Linked DNA regions of Sus scrofa: regions 1 and 3 are each linked to region 2. Evidence: chromatin contacts called from public Hi-C and HiChIP or PLAC-seq data. All regions are on one chromosome and are shown on one strand. Each heading gives the region's core, a stretch centred on a gene start, on an enhancer-like site or on the middle of the called end of the contact. The rest is flanking DNA. Distances are from core to core; before and after follow the strand shown. Region 1 overlaps PRKRIP1 (PRKR-interacting protein 1). Region 2 holds the start of ORAI2 (protein orai-2). Region 3 holds the start of POLR2J (DNA-directed RNA polymerase II subunit RPB11-a).

Region 1 (4,082 bases), core at 1,422-3,921, 46 kb before region 2:
CCAGAGGTGAGATTAGGGCCATCACTTATCTTTCTTAGACACGTTCACAGCCCTGCACATGCATGTGGCTTTCTAGATTACCAGCTTTTCCTCTTAAACTTTTGGTCAGTTTCTTGTTTGCTTCAACTGTTATCAGTGCCTCAGGCAGCTATGGTGTTAAATAGTTGCCCCTGATTGTTTTTGACAAATGGCTTGGGGAAAAGGCTGTTCTCACTCAGTCAGTTTGAATAAAAACAAGCCTTCAGAGTGAGTTTCCAGGGAGCTGCCAGACAGGTCAGATAGGGACAGTGCTCTGGGTATGGGACTTCTGAGGACCTCCTTACACAGGTTACTGCTAGGCTGCTTGTTTTCACAGCTGCTGTATTAATGAAGCTGTTGATTTGGGAGGCTCCCTTGGATCTGGGCAGAGAGGGGGTAGGACATAGGGCAAGGTAGAATACCACACAGATTGCTCTTAGCAGCATTCAACCATTTTAATCAAACAATCTAGGGAACGTTGCCAGAGTTCTGAAAAAGGTGATTTTGACGCTTGTTGTCAGTGTTCTTGACAACACTGCTACTTTTATGGAGGAGCAGATTTTAAGAGGTCCTGTTTCTTTGCCATTCTGAAAGTGCTATCATCCCTTTAAATTTTAACCTACATGTATATGAAATATGTTTCCTAGAGACGGCAGATGTTTGGGTCTTTTTTTTAAGGCTGCACGTGCGACACACGGAAGTTCCCAGGCCAGGGGTCAAATTGAAGCTGTGTCTATGCCACAACCACGGCAACTCGGGATCTGAGCCATGTCTGGGACCTACACCACAGCTCACAGCAACAAAGGATCCTTAACCCACTGAGCAAGGCCAGGGATTGAACCTGCCCCCTCATGGATCCTAGTCAGGTTGGTTGCCACTGAGCCACGACAGGAATCCCTGCCCCCCCCCCTTTTTTATTTTTTTAAAGGCTAAACCCGAGGCATATGGAGGTTCCTAGGCTAGGGGTCAAATTGGAGCTACAGCTGCCAGCCTACGCCACAGCCACAGCAATGCAGGATCTGAGCTGAGTCTGCGACCTGCACCACAGCTCATAGCAACGCCTGATCCTTAACCCACTGAGTGAGGCCAGGGATTGAACCTGCAACCTCGTGGTTCCTGGTCGGATTTGTTTCGGCTGTGCCACGACAGGAACTCCCCTGGCACATTTTTTATCCATTCTGACCCTCTATATTTTTTGATAGGTTTGGATTTTAGTGAAACCATTTTGTTTTTTCTTGTTTTCTCTATTTTTTATTTCTCATTCTCCTTTCCTGTCTTCTTTTGGATTATTTGAACATTTTTACCATTCTTTTTCCTTTTTTCCAAACCTTTGTCTTTTTTAATGATTTTTATTTTTCCTGTAGCAGTTGGTTTACAGTGTTCTGTCAGTTTCTATTGTACAGCAAAGTGGCCCGGTCACACACGTTTATACATTGTTTTTCTCACATTATCCTCCATCATGTTCTGTCATAAGTGACTAGATATAGTTCCCTGTGCTATACAGCAGGATCTCATTGCTTATCCACTCCAAATGCAGTAGTTTGCATCTGCTAACCCCAGACTCCCACACCATCCCACTCCCTCCCCCTCGGCAACCACAAGTCGGTTCTCCAAGTCAATGAATTTCTTTTCGGTGGAAAGGTTCGTTTGTGCCATATATTAGATTCCAGATGTAAATGATACCATATGGTGTTTGTCTTTCTGACTTACTTCACCTAGTATGAGCATCTAGTTCCATCCATGTTGCTGCAAATGGCATTGTTTTGTTCTTTTTTTATGGCTGAATACTATTATTTATTATGCTTGGGGTTTTTTGGCCTGTGGCATGTGGAAGTTCCCAGGCCAGGGCTTGAACCCGAGTCACAGCAGAAACCCAAGCCACTGTAGTGACAATGCCAGTTATGAACCCACTGCACCACCAGAGAACTTGTGTTTTTAACTGTTTCCATTTTGTAGCTTTTTAGTTGTTCCTCTAGAGATTACTATATATACTACCTCCACATTCTACTCGAATCAGTATTTCACCACTTTAAGTGGAATACAGAAACTTTTCATCCCATAGATTCCTTTACTCTTTGTGGTGTTGTCTTAATTTGTCTTACATATCCATACATTGAAAACCCCATCAGGGAGTTCCCGTTGTGGCTCAGCAGGCTAAGTTGTGGCTCACAGACATAGTGTCTGTGAAGATGTGGATTCAATCCTGATCTTGCTCAGTGGGTTAAAGATCCAGCATTGCTGCAAGCTGCAGTGTAGGTTGCACATGTGGCTTGGATCTGGCGTGGCCATGGCTGTGGTGTAGGCCAGCAGCTGCAGCTCCAGTTCAACCCCTACCCAAGAACTTCCATATGCTACAGGTGTGGCCATAAAAAAGAAGGGGGAAAAAAAAAAAGAAAAAAAAACATCAGATAATATCACTTCTTATTTATCTTTCTTCTTTTAAAATAAGTTTTATTGGAGTATAGTTGACTTACAATGTTACTTTTTTAAAAAATTGCAGTAGAGTTGACTCACAGTATTCATGTTTGGGTGTACCACATAGCGATGGAACATTTCCATTGATGATGCACCATACGTTATAATAGTTTCTGCTGTGTTCCCTATGCTGCACATTACATCCCTGTGACCCATTTACTATGTAACTGCTAGTTTGTTCCTCTTAATCCTTTTACCTATTTTGGTCATTCCCCAACCCTCCTTGCCTCTGGTAACCACTAGTCTGTCCTCTGTGTCGGTAAGTCTGTTTTGTTTTGTTTGTTTGTTGGGGGTTTTTTTAGATTTCACAAATAAGTGAAAACATTCAGTATTTGCCTTTCTCTGACTTACTTCACTTGGCGTAATGCCCTCTGAGTTCATCCATGTTTCTCAAATGTCAAGACTTCTCTTTTTTTAATGGCTGAGGAATATTCCACTGTGTGTGTGTGTGTACCCATCTTTATCCATCTGTCAGTGGACACTTAGGTTGCTTCCATAGCTTGGCTGTTGTAAATAATGCTGCTGTGAATATTGGAATGCATGTATCTTTTCGTATAGTGTTTTCAGGTAAATACTCAAAAGCTGAATTGCTGGATTATATGGTAGTTCTGTTTTCATAATGTTATTATTTTTGTTTTCAGTCATCAAATATATTTCAGAGGTCTCAAGAGGAGAATAAACTTGAATAGTAACCAGATAGTTACCGTTGCTGTTACTTTTGTTTCTGATGTTCCAAACTTGAGTTTGGTGTCATTTCCCTTATGTCTAAAGAACTTCTTTTAGTCATTCTGTTAGAACAGCTCTGCTGGCTATGAATTATCTTAGCTTTTCTTCATATGAAGCCATTTTTATTTCACCTTCATTCTTGAAGGGCATTCTCACTAGGTAAAGAATTCTGGGTTGGCAGGTTTTTTTTTTAATTACTCAGTGAATTTTATTACATTTATAGTTGTACAATAGTCATCACAACCAAATTTTATAGCATTTCCATCCAACCCAGACCAAGGATTGAACCCCAGCCACAGCAGTGAAAGGAAGCACTGTGTCCTGACCACTAGATCACCAGGGAACTCCCTTTTCAGTCTTTTTTGGTCTCTGTTACTCATATTGGATCATTTACATTATCCAAGCTGTCTCTTTCCCATGTCCTCTCCATTCTGCTATTAATTTTATCCAGTGAATTATGTTTTTCAAAAGATTTTTTTTCACGAGTTCCCGTCGTGGTGCAGTGGTTAACGAATCCGTCTAGGAACCATGAGGTTGCGGGTTCGGTCCCTGCCCTTGCTCAGTGGGTTAACGATCCGGCATTGCCGTGAGCTGTGGTGTAGGTTGCAGATGCGGCTCGGATCCCGCATTGCTGTGGCTCTGGCATAGGCCGGTGGCTACAGCTCCGATTCAACCCCTAGCCTGGGAACCTCCATATGCCGCGGGAGCGGCCCAAGAAATAGCAACAACAACAACAACAACAACGAAAAGACAAAAGACAAAAAGACAAAAAAAAAAAAAAAAAAAAAAGATTTTTTTTTTCAATTTCCATTTGATTCTTTCTTTCTTTTCTTTTTTTTTTTTTTTGTCTTTTTGCCTTTTTC
Region 2 (4,461 bases), core at 1,669-4,168:
GCTGTGAGGAGCCCAAACCCAGCAAGGAGGGTGCCCGCCTGTGAAGGCCACTCTGCTACCAAGCCCCTGAATGTCTGATGTGTGTCTGTACCCACAATACAGCTGTGTTGCCTTACATACCAGTTTTAAATACAGTCACTCCTCATGGTCCATGGGTCCTATTGTGTGACACCGAATTCACTCAAGTTTATTTGTAACCCCAAAATCAATACCCGCAATTCTTCTGCTGCGGTTGGCAGACCTGAGCAGACAGGTCAAAAGTTGAGTTGCCTGATGCGGGTGGTCCCAGCTGAGGCCAAACAGGCCGACACTCTGCCTTCTTGTTTCGGCTCACATGTGTCTATTTAACGGCAGGTCTTTTTTGCATCTTTGTGCTTTTTCTTGATGATTTTGCCATCTTGCATGGTGCTGAAGGGCTGGCTGGTGTTCCTGAGCGCAGGGAGGCCAGCGTGTCTCAGAGATGCCTCCTGCGGGCCTGAGTCATGGTGCCTGCCCTTGGCTGCGAGTTCAGCATTAGTCAATCAGGAATAGACTATTGAAAGGGTCTTTAAATACAAACACATAAAACAAGGTTGTGTATTGATCGGTTCATATGACCAGAGGCTCACAGAAACCCAGCCCCCTATTCGGTTCGGTATTCGCTAACTCAGTGCTTGAAGCAACTGTATAGACTCTCCCCACCATGGAGGAGAGTGAACTGTGTGTCTGGAGAGCGAGTGACGAGCTAAGCAGCCCTGCGAAGGCAGAGGCCGGTGTGTCCTGAGGCAAAGGAATCGTACTTTAGAGCAACGGTCCTGGTGCCAACAGCCCTGGATCTCCCCCGGCCCAGTCCCAGGGGAAGGCAGGAGCCTGGACCCAGCTCTCCTGAGGTCTACACTGCCCTCATCTATTCATTCGCTCACTTTCCAAAAGGCAGTTACCTGTCCTCCCTCCCCAGACCTCCCCCGGCCCGTGACGGTCTCACAGGGACCTGGACAAAGCAGAGCCTGCAGGCAGCCCCTCAAGCCCAGCATGTCAACCCCCAGCCTGCTTCACAAGCGCGTGCACGCTCACACACACACACACAGAGTGCAGGATATACCATCTTTGTCTCCTGGCCCCTTCCCCACAGCCAGCAGCCCAGCATCTCCCATCCTGAAGCAACAAACCAGAAGCCCTGTCCCCATGTTCTCCTCACCTGCCGCCCCCTTCCCGTCCTCCCCGCAACCGCAGGCCAAATGCCCCCAGGGTTCTCACTGTGTTTGCTTCCGACTCTTGGCTCCCATCCCTCTCCAAGCTTTCCTCCCTGTCAATCTGCTGAAATCCTTCTAGTCATGCCCAAGCCAGCCCTTGGTAGTATTCTATGCAGTTTTTTACTCTTCTTCTAGCATTTTCTTTTCTTTTGTCTCTTTAGGGCTGCACCCGCAGCATATGGAAGTTCCCAGGCTAGGGGTCAAATTGGAGCTGCAGCTGCCAGCCTACACCACAGCCACAGCAACACCAGATCTGAGCCGTGTCTGCGACCTACACCACAGCTCACGGCAATGCCAGACCCTTAACCCACTGAGCGAGACCAGGGATCGAACCTGTGTCCTCATGGATGCTAGTCAGATTTGTTTCTGCTGAGCCATGATGGGAACTCCTAGCATTTTCTTTTCATTTTTGGCTGCACCCACAGAATATGGACGTTCCCAGGCCAGGGGTTGAACCTGGGCTACAGCAGCAACCGGAGCCACAGCAGGGACAGCAGCAGGCTTTTAACCCCTGAGCCAGAGGAAGTCCTGTGAGCCCTCCTGACAGCACTGGCTCCCGGCTTGCTCTGCCTTTCTCTTGCTTCTTTCCTTTCTGCTCAACTCTAAATATTGGAGTCACCCAGAACGCAGAGATCTTATGTAACCTGTGGCTTTAAGCACAGCCTCACTGGTGTCTTCTGAGTCTGTGGCTTCAACGTCCCTTTGGAGACCAGACTTGAAGCCACCTGCGTCCCCAACGTCCCCCTTGGGTGTCTAATGGGCACTGTGAGTTCAATATAAGAAAAACTTCATTTCACCCCCAAGCATGTTCCTCCTCTATCTTCCCACGTTGGCAAAATGCACCCCCATCCACCTGGTGAGCCCCTAACCTAGGAGTTGGGGGCCTCTTTGGTTCCTGGTTCTCACCGCCCCCCCACGTCCATCCACTTCCCTGGGCCTGCTCACTCTCAGGGTCTCTGCCTCCTTCACCCCAGTCCACACCACCAGTGTCTCTAACTGGGATGGATCCTGTGGCCTCTTTCTTTTCTTTTTTTGCTTTTTAGGGCCACACCTGGGGCATATGGAAGTTCCCAGGCTAGGGGTCGAATCGGAGCTGCAGCCACCAGCCTATGCCACAGTCACAGCAACGCCAGATCCTTAACCCAGTGAGTGAGGCCAGGGATCTGAACCCACATCCTCATGGATCCTAGTCGGTTTCTTTAACTGCTGAGCCACAAAGGGAACTCCCTGTGGCCTCTTTCTACTCAAGTTCCCCGCAAACCAAGGTCTTCTGCTGAGTTATCACTAACCTCTCTATCCAGAACTTTATACACGTTCCAACACAGGCCTGTTCCCCTCAAGACTGAGGACAATCAAAGAAAAAGGGGGTTGAAACTGAGCAGGACCCTGCAGGTCCCCCAGGTACAAAGGTCTTTCCACGTCCCCTGTTTCTTGTTTGCAGAAAAGGGCTTTAGGAGTTCCCACTGTGGCACAACAGGATCAGCAGTGTCTCTGCAGCACCGGGACACCCGTTCAATCCCTGACCCTGCTCAGTGGGTTAAGGATCCAGCGTTGCCATGAGCTGCGGTGTAAGTTGCAGACACAGCTTGGATCTGGTGTTGCGGTGGCTGTGGTGTAGGCTGGCAGCTGCAGCTCCAGTTCAACCCCTCGCCTGGGCAGTTCCCTATGCCGCGGGTGCGGCCCTAAAGACAAAAAAAGAAAGAAAGAAAGAAAAAGGTCAGTGCAGTGTCTCCGGGGTGCTGTGGGCCTGGGAACCATGCCTCCAGGACTAGGGGAGAGTAACTCAAACCAGAGGTGACAATGGCCTGAATTATGAGAGGGACCAGGGGGAGGGGGAGAAGGGGGGAGAGTTCAGAGACTCGAAGGGCAGGACAGGAGGCAGGGATGGCACCAGACCTAGAGAGTCACCAGTTGGGCGGCGGGTGGAGCCCTCCGTGGGACAGGTGACCTGGGGGGTACAGCAGGTACGTGAGGGAAATAGGAGGGATTCAGCTGTGCGCAGGCGAGGCTGGCAGATTGGGACCCGCCCTGCCAGGGTGGGAAGAGGTCAGGGTTGTGGGTGACGACTTGGGAGTCATGCGGGGAATGGGGGCGTGAGGCAGGGCGGGGAGAGGTGGAGAGAAAGGGACCCAGACAGGACGTGAGCAACACCACCTGCAGCGGACAGAGAGCCAGAGGGCAGCGGAGTCCAGCGGGGTCCCTGGAGGAGGAAGGAGAGTTTCCAAATGGAAGGCCGGCACAGAAAAGGCATCAGCTGAGACCTTCAGACGCAGCAGACAGTGGGCGAGGGAGAGACAAAGGCAGTGCCTGCTGCAAAGGGGGGAGAAGGGGAGCCCGAGAATCAAGAAGTGAGATGCGAAAAGGAGGCGGAGAGGTGAAATGTGTGTTTCAGCAGGTGAAGGGGGGGCTGGGGACCGAGTGAGGAAGAGCAGGTCGGAAAACAGGACATTTGCAGTTAAGACCTCACAGGGGGTGATCGTTAAGTGCCAAGCCGTGGGAGTGACGGGACAAGGGGACAGACCTGCTGGGTGGGGGGACCGGATGGTTGTCCAAATGGGGTGTTCGGCCATCCTGGATGAGACTGGGGGAGAGAGACAGCAAGGCCCATGGGGTTCCCTGGACACAGGGCACTCTCTGCTGAATGGTTTACTCCCGGATACGCCTCACAGAATTGGTCTTCCTCAAATGTGGGGTAGCAGAGGCCTTGGGAGAGGAAGTCGCTTTTTGCCAAGACAGCAAACCAGGCAAATGACACCCAAACCACAGCCAAGACATCCCAGCCGAGTGGCCCGTACTTGGACTGTACCTGACCCTCCCTCCCACTCAATGACCTGGGCACCTGGTATTATGATCAATAACTCTCTCTCCTGGAGTTCCCACTGTGGTGCAGTGGGTTAAGAATCAGACTGCAGCAGCTCAGGTTACCGCAGAGGCACAGGTCCAATCCCTGGCCCAGCGCAATGGGTTAAAGGATCTGTCGTTGCCACAGGTCGCAGCTGTGGCTTGGATTCAATCCCTGGCCTGGGAACGTCTATATGCTGCAGGTGCAGCCATAAAAGAAAAACAAACAAAAAAGAAACAAAACTCTCTCCTTTCAACATGCTGTCATCACCTTCCTTAATCTTACAGGGTGGGGAGAGCCATTTTCTGGGTTTGGTTAGGAAACTAGCTCTGAAACGCAGAAGTAATTATGACTTAGGTTTTGCTTTTGCCCAGACACGCCAGATGA
Region 3 (4,413 bases), core at 103-2,602, 34 kb after region 2:
GCGTGTGGTCTTCCTTGTTGATGGTGAACAGACAGGCATTGGGCACCTTGGTGTCCTTGTTGATGGTGATCCTAGGAAGAGGTAAAGGCGACAGGTGGGGGCTGGGGGTTCCCTCCTTCCGGGACTCTAAACCCTGCCCTTCAAGGCAGGCTCAGCCCCACCTCCTCCTCCTCCTCCTCGAAGCCTTTCCCCATCTCTTCATCAGGAAGACCTCTCATTCTCAGAGCAGCAGTGTGGCTATACCTCGAGCCCTGCCACGTCTGGTTCTGTGGGACCCATGCCTACTCTGGATTGCTCCTTCTCCACCTTGGCACCACTGCCATTTTAGGTCAGACAACTCTTGTTTGCAGGGGGCCGTATGACACACTGCGGGATGCTGGCAGAAGCCCGGGCTTCTACCCACTAAATGCCAGGAGCATCCCCTATATGACAATCAAAAACATCTGCAGACTCTGCCAAAGTTCTTTGGGCGGGGGGTGGGGGGCAAAATGGCCCCCAGCTGAGAGCTACTGCCTCGCAAGGGAGAGTGACAGGGATGGCAGGGGCTAGAACACAGAGCCCTGCAAAACAGGTAATTATGAGAAAGAAGAGCCAGTGCTGAGCCCAGGACTAAATACTTCACATAAACTATCTCGTTTAATCTCCTCTTAGAGAATAACCTATGATTTAATACAGTAATAAGCCCTTTTTCTAGATGGGGAAAGTGGGCCTCGGGCAGATTAAATCACCTGCCCAAAACCACAGAGTCCTTAAATAGGGGATCCAGGAGCCAAGCCCAGTCTGCCTGAGCACTGGATTACACTTGGCTTCCTCTGCAAGCAATGAGCAGTCCCTGGAGGTTTTACACCAGCGAATGAAGATCCGGTGTGAGTCTGAGAGCCATCCCTCTGGATGCAACAAAAAGGATGAAGGCGGCGGAGGGGAAGACCAGTGAGGGGGCTACCAGATCCCAGAATACAGACCGGCCACTTTGTTACTTAACCTCTCTGAGCCTTGGTTTCCTCTGCAAAACGGGGAGACTCACCACCGCCTAGGACTGTCTTAAGTTTGGCAGACACAGGTGTGAAGCTCTCGGCCGAGCAGACGCTCGAGCAAAAGTGGCTTCTGTCCCCACGCAACAGAGGACGGGCAGAGACTCCCCAGAACCTGCGTGCGCTGACGGTCCCGCCACCTTCCCCGCCCAGGCCGGTTCCACTTACTTCTTCTCGCCCTCGAAGAGTAAGAACGACTCGAAGGCAGGAGGGGCGTTCATCCTAGCACCGCGGCCACCTCCAAAGAGTCAGCTATCGCCGCCACCACCACCACCGCCTCCCGAAACCTAGAGCCCGACCACTTCCGGGTCAGCGGCTACTTCCGGATTACGCTAGCGGCGCCAAACCCGTGTGGGAACTAGTTCATTGCCCCCTGTCGGTCTGGAGGATCTTGCTCAGGCACGCGAAAAGCCGGCGAGATGAGCTGGTTGTTCTGCGCACGCGTGAATCCGGAGACTCCCCTCCCGGGCTCACCTGGGGGAGCAATTTGGCGCATGCTCAGATCACTAGCGGGTGATTGGTTTTGACACCTCCTTGTCCATTTCAAGCGGAACCCTGAGCTGTTCTTTCCACTCCCGCTGTCCCTTGATCCCTCTTTGGAAATGTGCCCTTGGAGTACACAGCAGGAGGCTTCCGAATGAAGAATGGAGCATTGGGGTGGTAGAGCCTTGGTGGGGTAGGCAGGTGTGGCCACTGGGGAGGTGCAAGAAGCCTCCTCTGGGCTAGACTGTTGTGTATAGATAACCCCCTTGCCAAGGCAGACCGCTACAGGACTCTTGGCTGAGTGGTCACTGGCTTGTCAAGTGGGCTTGTAGCCTAATGAGCTTCTTGTTAGTGGGGGCAGTTGTGGCTGGAGAAGAGGTTGGTATATACAGGTGAGGACAAAGAAAAAATGTTGCCTGTCATTTCAGTAAACAAAGAAGGCTGCCTGCCAGCCACTGCCCTGCCCCTGACTATGAGCCCTGAGGGACATTCGGGACGGAGAAAAACAGGGTGCTGGCCTTAGACAGTTAAGACGCCTATCAGGGAACAATTTCAATGAGCTCGGATTCTTGCATCTCCCCAAAGAAAAAGACTAAAATCATTAACTTGAGAAGTCTGTCTTTCGTGATTAGCAGTAATCTTTCGATGCGTGACTACATGTTTGTTTTTCAGCAAAAACTCCTAAATATCCTGGCTTCTCTCTCATCTCTTTGGAACAGTTCCTCAGAGCTAGCAAAGAGGCTGTCTCCCAGGCTCTGGTCCTCAATAAGGTCCCTGATGAAAGCTAACTCGCAAATTTCAAGTTGTCGTTTTTGTTTTGAGTCAACACAGGTGTGAGAAGAACTTGAAAAGATAAGTGTATGAGTTAGCTTTGGTGGGTTGGTATTTCTACAGTTTCGCCTAAGAGTCCTACCTGAGTGCTTTGAAGCAACAGGGGCTGTGGTTCAGATTAGCTCCTGGAGCCCTACCAGCTTCCCAGTTGTTTCTTTAGGGCTGGGCAACACCCAAGGGGCCCTCAAGGAAATCTGGAGCTTCCCCCACCACTTCCTGGGAAGGGCTAGTTCCTACTTGAGCCTTGAACCCTGGAGTGAGAAAATGTCCTTTGGGGGAGGCCAACACCAACCTAGACTCTCCAGGCCAAGTGGGTGGGGGTGGAGGCTCTTTAACTGGGGAGGAAAAGAGGACAATGACAGTAATGATACCCTGAGGTTATAACCTGCATCCTTCTGAGTCATCCTGGGAAAGTCCACACCAATGATGCTGCCACTGCCAGGATTGCAGGGACCCAGGGTGATGAGGCTGGCTGGACTTCATTGGGCCAGGGATGGGATGGGGAGAGGGTTGTTTTTTCGGTCTTTTTAAAGCCACACCTACGGCATATGGAGGTTCCCAGGCTAGGGATCTGATCGGAGCTGTAGCCGCCAGCCTACGCCACAGATCCGAGCTTCGTCTCTGACCTACATCACAGCTCACAGCCACGCTGGATCCTTAACCCACTGAGCGAGGCCAGGGATCGAACTCACATTCTCATGGATGCTAGTCGGGGTTGTTACCGTTGAGCCATGACGGTAACTCCTGGGGAGAGGATTTTTAACCTGGCAGGGGGTCCAGTCCCTGCCACTGTGGTGGTCTGTCTGCTCTAGGGAGTTCTGGTCACACTTCCCCTTCGATACCCTGACCAACATGAGACCCTGAGCTCCAGAAGTTGTCAGCTTCCCAAAGAATGTTCAGAGGCTCGATGCTGGAGCGCCCCAAGACAAGGCCAAGTGGCCATTCCCATCTTCTCCTAAGTTGAAGGGTGCTCGGCCGGCCTGGCACCACTGTGGAAGGGGCTGCTAGAACACAGATGCTAGGAAACTTTATCCAACCTCGGAAATAAGGGGAAGGGAGACTGCGTGGCCTGTCCCATCAATGCCACAGTGAAGCACCAATGAACAGGCCTGACCAAGGGTTAGTTAAATATCTAGGGCAGGGATTATCAAAATGTGAGGGCCCTGGGACCAAATCAAGTCTGCCACCTGTTTCTGTAGATCAAGTTTCGCTGGATTATGCCATGCCCATTTGTCGCCTTATTGTCTGTGGCTGCTTTTGTGCTGCAAGAGTAATTGTGACCAAAACCTGTAAGCCTGGGGCTTTGCAGAAAAAGTCTGCCAAATCTCTAATCTTGGGGAATGGACCTGTGTTTGACATTAATGTTTACTCTTCAATTAAGAGCCCAGACACTGAAGTTATCTATTAACTTGTAGGTTTCTATCCCACAGAGACGAAAACTCCATCCACCAGTTTTGTATCTATTATCACAATCTTGTTTTAACATTGCTCAGGTTCTCAAAATAGTCCACGAACCAGGTTTGCCAAACGCTCAATTCCTCCTCGATGCGTAATAAATCTTTGATACATGTTCATTGTATTTTGGTGTAAGAATCATTTTTTTTTTTTTTGGTGTTTTTGTCTTTTTAGGGCCGCACCCGTGGCATATGGAGGTTCCCAGCCTACAGGATCTAATCAGAGCTACAGCTGCCTGCCTGCACCGCAGCCACGAAACGCAGGATCCTTAACCCACTGAGCGAGGCCAGGGATCAAACCCGAAACCTCATGGTTCCTAGTCGGATTCGTTTCGGCTGTGCCATGATGAGAACGCCAAGAGTCCTGTTTTTTTAACATATTCAAAAAATATACATCGTCGGGAATTTCCCAAGAGGAGTATGGTGGAACTTGCTCAGATTTCTTATGGGATCGGCCCAGACTATGACAGATGCACGTACCATGTGAACTGTGCCCACTGAGGGCTTCCGAGAGTGCCTGCCCTGTAGTGAACGCCAGCCCCCTAGGCTGCAGGCCTCTGTCCGGGGGCCCAATCAAACCCTCAGGACATCTGGGGGGACCTGCCCCGGGGCCC

Evidence for each region. A called contact is a pair of places that touch in the nucleus more often than the background predicts. HiChIP or PLAC-seq counts read pairs in DNA pulled down with a chosen protein or histone mark.
Region 1: an H3K27ac HiChIP or PLAC-seq map of alveolar macrophages shows a contact between it and region 2. The contact joins the enhancer-like site here to the promoter of ORAI2 in region 2. A contact is called at or near these places in 1 of 5 promoter capture datasets (liver), 10 of 47 Hi-C or Micro-C datasets (alveolar macrophages, embryonic fibroblasts, epiblast stem cells and 5 more) and 1 of 2 datasets of contacts at active chromatin or transcription factors (alveolar macrophages).
Region 3: a contact with region 2 is called in a Hi-C map of liver, with 2.1 times the contacts expected there. The contact joins the promoter of POLR2J here to the promoter of ORAI2 in region 2. A contact is called at or near these places in 2 of 47 Hi-C or Micro-C datasets (brain and liver) and 1 of 2 datasets of contacts at active chromatin or transcription factors (alveolar macrophages).

What each region holds. Positions count from the first base shown.
Region 1 is chr3:9,734,305-9,738,386 of Sscrofa11.1, forward strand. The region is part of intron 5 of PRKRIP1 (PRKR-interacting protein 1); the gene reads left to right. Among named protein-coding and RNA genes, the nearest start is that of PRKRIP1, 12 kb to the left of the region's middle. Within about 2 kb of position 2,672, at least 1 of the 83 cell types and tissues checked has an H3K27ac peak or open chromatin away from gene starts, as enhancers often do. A contact at or near this core is called in alveolar macrophages, where this site is marked.
Region 2 is chr3:9,779,708-9,784,168 of Sscrofa11.1, forward strand. ORAI2 (protein orai-2) reads left to right here and starts at 2,919. Exons shown (of 5, transcript XM_021086289.1): 1 at 2,919-3,613. All of the region lies in intron 1 of LOC110259892 (a long non-coding RNA gene), which reads right to left.
Region 3 is chr3:9,815,305-9,819,717 of Sscrofa11.1, forward strand. It overlaps POLR2J (DNA-directed RNA polymerase II subunit RPB11-a), which reads right to left and starts at 1,353. Exons shown (of 4, transcript XM_003124394.5): 1 at 1,200-1,353; 2 at 1-71. The coding sequence starts at 1,252. RASA4B (ras GTPase-activating protein 4B) reads right to left here. Exons shown (of 22, transcript XM_013995507.2): 22 at 1,272-1,505. The coding sequence ends at 1,390.